2 separate regions of the Gossypium hirsutum genome follow, and region 2 is linked to region 1. A link is a contact called in public Hi-C data. All regions are on one chromosome and are shown on one strand. Each heading gives the region's core, a stretch centred on a gene start, on an enhancer-like site or on the middle of the called end of the contact. The rest is flanking DNA. Distances are from core to core; before and after follow the strand shown.

Region 1 (3,641 bases), core at 1,106-3,605:
TAGCACCGGTAGCGTTAAAAACACATCATAAGAACAAAAGTTCACCTTAAGTTTCCAATATTATTATTCTGTCCGAAAATAGTAAGAATTTATTTATAAGTATAAATTCTATTTTCGAGAATAACAATTCTACTGGTTTCTATAAGAGAGAGATTTACTTTCCTACTGGAAGTAAAAAAAATATTTCTAATTCTGTGTTTGATTCGAAATTGTTTGAGCCTACACTCGAAGCAGTTCATGGTACAAGAATAGCGGAGAAGGTCATTCGATTGGAAGTCGGGAACGTCTAGGATCCGTCTCACTCAGAGAATATGTATTATTTCGGGAAAAAGTTTATTGCTATAAATATCACAAGTCAGTTCAGTTTTCAAAATTTTTTATTTTTCTAATGTACAAGAATACCATTCTCGAACCGAATATTTTCCAACACTTAATCCCTCATGCTTTGGGGTTTATATAGAAGGGTTCACCCTTCCATGATCTATTCATATAAATCATGCATGATAACTTTTGAATAAATAAAAAAATTATCATTATTTTTTATATGAAAAGCTTTTATTTGTTAAATATATATTAATAAAGATAATAATTTGAACCGATATGAAAGAAGTATTGGATGGATTCAAATTTTACATGAATGACTAATACAACTTTTATTGCTAAATTCAACATTTAAATTAGAAAGTGTAATTTTGATATCATATTATAAGTAAAATTGTTTCTATACTTTATTTTCATTGATATTTGTCATTATATTTTGAAAATATGAGTAAATTTGTCACTCAATTTTTATATAATTGAATTTTACTATTAAACTTTGAATTGTATTAAATTGTGCTGCCAACTTTGATATTTTTAATTAAAGTTTACCCCACAATATTAATTTTGATGGTTTGAAAATATAATTTAATAAGAAAATTTATTTCAAATATTCAATTTTAATTGATAAAAATAGTTTAATTTATAAATATTAACAATTAATAAATTAACTTATAATTTTTATTTAATGAAATAAATACTTGAAAAAATAAAAATTCATATATAAAAATACATTTATTTTTTAAAATAACCATTTTATTAATTTTAATATTATTTTAGTTACCTTGTTAATGTCAAAAATTAAAATAATATATAAAAAATATTTTTATTAAGTTTTGTCTTCAAATTGTTTGAAATTGAATAGCAAAACACAACCAAAAAAAATTAATTTTAACCAGAAAATTCAATCAAATAAAAGTAAAAAGACAAAAATCAATATAAAGTAAAATATAGTGATAATTTTCAATTTACGTCTAAAGTAGCAAATTAACATAATAACCTTTTAAATCATTAAAATATTAATTTTTAAAAAAATGGAAATGTGTAAAATTAACTTATTTTTTACGATGAATCCTCCAAATTTAATATGTTTTAGTACATGTTTTCAATAAATAAAAAAGAGGAAACCATAATAAATTATTATTACATTTGGGTAAGTTGTCGAATAAGTAATGAACAAAAGAAAAAGTTACCAAATATCTAGCCAAAAAGAAAATGCTTTATTAGTAAATTGTTCTTAGTTAATTATACCAAACATCCCCAAGTTATGATTCTTATTTTAAATTAATCCCTAAACTTTAAAACATCCTAATTATCTCCTAAACTATTGAGGTTATATTAATAAGATCATTTCGTTATTAAAATTGTCAATTTAACTGTTAAATAGACTCATATGTCATAATTTAAAATAAAAATGAATATTGCAAAAATCTTGGATTTGATATTTTTTAAACTTTTAAAGAAACTTTATCATTCACTCACTCTCTCTTTCTTCAATTTTATTTTATTTTAGTTTTTAATTTTAAAAGTTGTGAGACAATATTTTATTTTTCTTTAAACAATTCATTTTAAATTATGTCACATAAGACTTGATGTTTCATTTAATGGTTAAATCAGCGATATTAATAATGGAAGGACTTGATTGATATAACATCGATAGTTTGAGCACGTAATTAGAATGTTTTAAACTTTAGAGATCAATTTAGAATGAGGGTCATAGTCTGGGGATGTTTAGTGTAATTAACTCTTAATTTTTATCTTAGCTTGTAAAAGTTTTTTTAGATAAATAACATTAGTAGTCGTCCAACTATGTTTTTTTCTTTTCTTTTTTGGCCGCACCAACTATTTTGAGTTCATGGGAGTTTTTGTTTTTATGTTAGTCAGGCTAAAAAAATATAAAATTAAATAATTAGGTAACCATTTTATAAATTTTTATATTTAGGTTATAAAAAAATTTACTAATAATTAGATCATCATTTTATAATTGGTTCACCAAAAATATAAAAAAAAATTAATACGTCACCTCTATTTTTTTTATCATTTCTGTGAAAAGGAAAAACAAAATACTTTGATTAAAGAGAAAAAAACACAAGCAAAGAAAGAGGAATTAAAAAGGGTATGAAAAGGCAAGCAAATCTTAGCTGTAGAGAGTAGAAACCATCCCTTCAACCATCGGCCACAATTTCTTCTTGGCAAGCCAACAAAAACTTGAAATAATCTAAAACAAAATCGAACACTTTTTGGTAGATTCTTTCCAGGTAGCGGCGGTGTATTCGGTACACACTCAAAAATATAATTTTAACTCCAGCCCAGAAAGAGTAGGTGAAAGTCGAAAATTTTGGTGCCTTGTTCGAAGTTTATTGGTCCAGTTTCTCCTATAAATACCAAAAGCCGAATTAAAAAGCCTATTTTTTTCTCGTACATATCACTTTGCTTCCCTTAAGTTAAGCGCGGTCTCTCTTCATCTTTCAGATCTCAAAGGTTTGTTTCCTTTTCTTAATTAGTTTCTGATCTTTATTTCCAGTTGTAATTCTTGAATTCTAAACTATGGGGTTTGTTTATTTGTCCAAATATCATTTGGGTTTTTGTTTATTAATCCGAACCATTATCTGGGTTTGCTCTGTTTGCTTGTTTCTGATAGTCATTTTATTGCTTCTTCTAAGATGCAATATTGATTAGATCTATACTATCGGTTTCTTTATTTCATTGACATTTCTTTCATTTTTTCCAGCTTGGAATTTGGAAACATAGTATTCTGGTTGGGTATCTCTTGAAATGTTGGGCATTGTGTTTCTGGATTTTTCTTATGTTGCCTTGAGTGAAATGCTTGGGAGAAGAGATGAACTCATCTTTTGATGCTTTGGAGGAATTGTTTGAAGATAAATCCGGTTATTATTTTCAATGATTTGTGAAAAGGGGTTCCTCGATATTGAAATTCCTGAAATCAACATTCAATTTGGGGATTATCCATAAGGGATATTTGATCCGGTTCACATGATTATTTATTTCAAGTTTGTGAAACTAATGTTAAGAATGTGATTAATGGAAAGAATATGGTAACTCAGACCAAGTTAACCAGATATGGCGTCCAAATTTTATATAGAAGAAACCTGATTTGCCTTTTTGAATAAATTTGTAATTTGTTATTGACTAGACGTGTGCTTTGAAAGAAGTGGGATCTCGGCATTTTCCTATTCGGTTATAGGAGCTAATTTTCTGACCAGGATTTTGTATAACGAATACAAAATTGATACCTTTGGTTTCATAGAATAAGTCCCTTGCTATTGTTTTCTGGCTATGATTGACAGGAATGATAGATCTAT
Region 2 (3,762 bases), core at 405-2,904, 170 kb before region 1:
TTAATTCAGTAAAATATGGTAATGCCTCGTATCCTATTTTGGCGACGGAAACGGGTAGGGGGTATTACAAAATAAAATAGGACTGGTCCAACAAGAATGGGGCGGCCCATACCGTCCATATAGCTGACCCAATCAGCTGATTTTAGTTGATTTTCACACTTGCAAAATGGTCCTTGAACTTCTCCTAAATGCCATTCAACCCCCTCCACTTTTCATGCCTTATACTTTTTGCCCTAAGCTAAAAATAGCAAGTTTGAATCACTCAAACTTGTTTAATGCATGGCCAACCAAGGGAGAGGGAGTCACTGATAATTCTGTGCTATTTTTCGTAGCCATTTCCACCTATAAATGCCCCTATTCCTTTCCTCATTTCACACAATTCACATCTCACACATTCTTCACCTTTCTCTCTTCCATTTTCTTCACTGTTTTCCCATTTGCTTGTCATCTTCCTTTGTCGATTTCCCCTCTTGAAAGAGAGCTTGCATCTCCCTTGGAGTAACAACATTTAAGTGTTCGTTAAGGCCTTGAATCGACAAAACAAGCTATGAAGAAGATGAGTACACTAGTCTAGCTTTGGAGAAACACCGAGATCTGTTTCCTAGTTCTCTTCTCTTTAATTTTTCTAATTTATGTTGTGATTATGAACATAAATATTTGTTGTGTTGTTGTTCTTGATTTAATTAAAATGGCTTAGATTTAATTCAAATGGTTTAGTTAAAAAAATACCAAGTGGCCGTGAAATTATTTGTAACAACATGAACATGGGTTTAGTAATTCTAAGTTAAGGAATGTAATTGATTGAACACAATTATGTCATATTGATTAAACTCATTTTAAAAAAATTGTGTATTGGAACATTTTTACTTTTTATTTTTCTTAGTTAATTTTTAGTTTTGTAAATACTTTTTCAAATCAATATATTTTTCTTTCACCAAATTGTTTAAAGTTGTATTTCATAAATATTTTCTTTCACAGTCCTTGTGGGCATAATAACTTGACATTTACTTGTCACTTTATTACTTGTTAGTGATTGTGTACACTTGCACATTTTTGTCGTTCCAACTATCCATGCATTGACAAACCTAGCTCCTACATGACTACGAGCTCACCAAGACTGTGAGCTCACCATATTTGCGAGCCCACCATATATGCAAGCTCATCAACAGTGCGAACTGCGAGGTCATGTTATTTTGGGTTCACATGAAAATCTTCCAAGAAATATTAGGGTTAATATTATTTTGGGTTAGAATTCCAGAAAATGTTTTTATGTTGAGTTTGAAATTTTTTAATTTAGATTAATGTTTTATATTTTTGGAAAAAAAAGGCCATGTTCTAATTTGAGACAATTATTAAATTTAAAGTTAAATTTAGATAAAAAGTATTTCAATTTTAGTGTGGGATAATTATTAAGTTAAAGTCTAAAAATTAGATTATGATGAACTATTATTGTTTTAGTTAGGTTGTTTGTAATTGTGAAAGAATTGCAAAGGTTAAAACACGAAATAAAATATAACATGATATTAGAAAATAATACAAATTGAGTTGTTCTCATATTTTATCATTATTGCTGATTAAATATATTTTTCAAAACCATTATTTTATAACAATTTTAATAATAAAAGTGAGCCACAAATCGAACCAGGCCGAGATATGACATGAATTTTTTTTTACAAAACGGATCGTGACCCGACCGAGGGCCGAGTAAGAATGGATGCAAATGAGTGCCTTATCCACTTAGCCCTCCACTCACATAACTAAAGTACCAAAAATCCATAACTTTTGGAAGAAAAAAAAAGAAAAAAGAACTACCCCATTCTACAAACCAAATATGAGCTTCACCATTTTAAAACCATGGATTCACTGTAGTTATCTTCAACCTACCAAATTCGGCAACTACCCATCTTCAAGCAGCACTAGACTTTTCAACAATGGCTGCCAGCAGGTAAGTAGTTTGGTGAGTGATTTGATTTGCAGGGATGTTACTGCAGTACCAGCTTGAAATTTGTGATTTATATACATATAGATTGATGAAGGCAACAAGAGTAAAATAAGGGGAGCTTTTGTTAAAGTGAATGCTTTACCAGACTGGCCTCTAATGGCAGTTTTAGTTCATCATGTTCAACAACTTGATGCCCAAAGAGAAATTATAACCAATAAATCTATTTGGCATCTTAGTGATGAAGCCATTAAAAAAGTTTGTAAGTGTTTTTCCATCAATTCATTCATTCATTCAAATTGGTCAGTGATTTATGTATTGAAGCTATATGATGAAATGCTGAAGAATTTTCCTTTGGTCCTTTTTGCTTTGCAGATGCTTTCTACATTATGTTCACTTGCTGGGGATGTTTGTTTTTTGGGTCCACCAAGGTATAATCATATGTCCATTGATTTTGTTCGCTACAACTGATATATAATGGGTGGCTTTCTTTTAATTTGAGCTTTAAAGTATCTGATTTAGAACATCATTGTGTAGGATCCATACTATGATTCTGAAGTATACAGGAAAGATGGAGGTGATGGTACTGGACATTGGGTTTATGAGAAGGTTAATTACATCCCTTAATTTCCTCATCTATATCATATTTATTTAAGACCTTAATTAAGTTGTTGTCATGAGTTAATCAGACACTAACTCGATTAAAGAATTACGAGAATATCTTTCTATAATCAAAATAAATTATATTATTGGAATGCATTTTAATCTTTTAATTAAAAAATCAATAAAAATATACATATAATGAAACTAGAACCCCTGTAAATTGTATTAATAAAACTTAAATTAACCAATCAACTAAAACTTTGTTTTAATAACTTTTATATATTTTCATTCTAATATTCATATTTTATTACCTCCATCAATTGTATATATATACTGTATAAAGTACAATCAACCCAGTTGTAAAATTATTAAATTATTATTTTAAAAGATAACTAATATTATTCTAAGAATTTTTTTAGTCTCTTGATACTTTTATAATATTTCAAATGAAATAACTGTAAAATATTGTTTGTGAAACGAACACAAGATCAATAAATTTAAATAAATATCTCTTATCACTCTATCTTTATTTATTTATTAAAATAAATTTATAAATATCCTTTTAAATAATTGATATTTGCAGTTACTCACATTGTGTATGTGATAAATTTTAGTATTATTGATTGGTTGCGGTAAAAAAGAAGCCTCGGTGCGGGAATAAGGGAAGGATGTACATGCATGAACCCACCAATTGAATTGAATTGAATTAAGCGCCGGATTCATTTCTTTGACATTAAATTAGTCTAAAATCAATCTCGAAACACCAATTTCTAAATCTTACCAAAGTTGACGTACCAAATATGTGATTGATTCTTAGGCTTTTCTCTTTTGGCATAAAGGTCTTATAGTCTAGGGATATTATAATATCATACTTGCTAGATTCCATAGTTTTTAAAAGTTTGATTGCATAAACTAATTGGACTAAGCTAAGGGTTCTTACCTTTTTGCTTTTGAAGTACTGTTAGTTCACTTTCAATTCAGTTGTATATGTTGTTTGGCTCATGAGGCTATTTGAAATGCAGCAAGAGGACATTGAAGAATCTGCAAGGGCAGAGTTGTGGCGTGAAGAGCTGATTGAGGAGATAGAGCAGAAGGTCGGTGGGCTTCGAGAACTCGAAGAAGCAGGCCGCAAGTAGAAGCTTGATATTATATACAGAACCATGTGAAACATCCCTGTATATATGTTTTAAATATGCATCGACAGAAAAAGATAAACTTCT

The links. Hi-C and Micro-C count contacts between places; a contact is called where the count stands out from the background.
Region 2: a contact with region 1 is called in a Hi-C map of leaf, with 1.6 times the contacts expected there. The contact joins the promoter of LOC107949817 here to the promoter of LOC107949820 in region 1. A contact is called at or near these places in 2 of 34 Hi-C or Micro-C datasets (both in leaf).

What each region holds. Positions count from the first base shown.
Region 1 is chrD03:38,141,214-38,144,854 of Gossypium_hirsutum_v2.1, reverse strand. It overlaps LOC107949820 (malate dehydrogenase, chloroplastic), which reads left to right and starts at 2,355. Exons shown (of 2, transcript XM_041090069.1): 1 at 2,355-2,799.
Region 2 is chrD03:38,311,149-38,314,910 of Gossypium_hirsutum_v2.1, reverse strand. LOC107949817 (photosynthetic NDH subunit of subcomplex B 4, chloroplastic) reads left to right here and starts at 1,654. Exons shown (of 5, transcript XM_016884584.2): 1 at 1,654-1,945; 2 at 2,027-2,201; 3 at 2,315-2,370; 4 at 2,477-2,548; 5 at 3,565-3,762. The coding sequence starts at 1,832. The coding sequence ends at 3,678.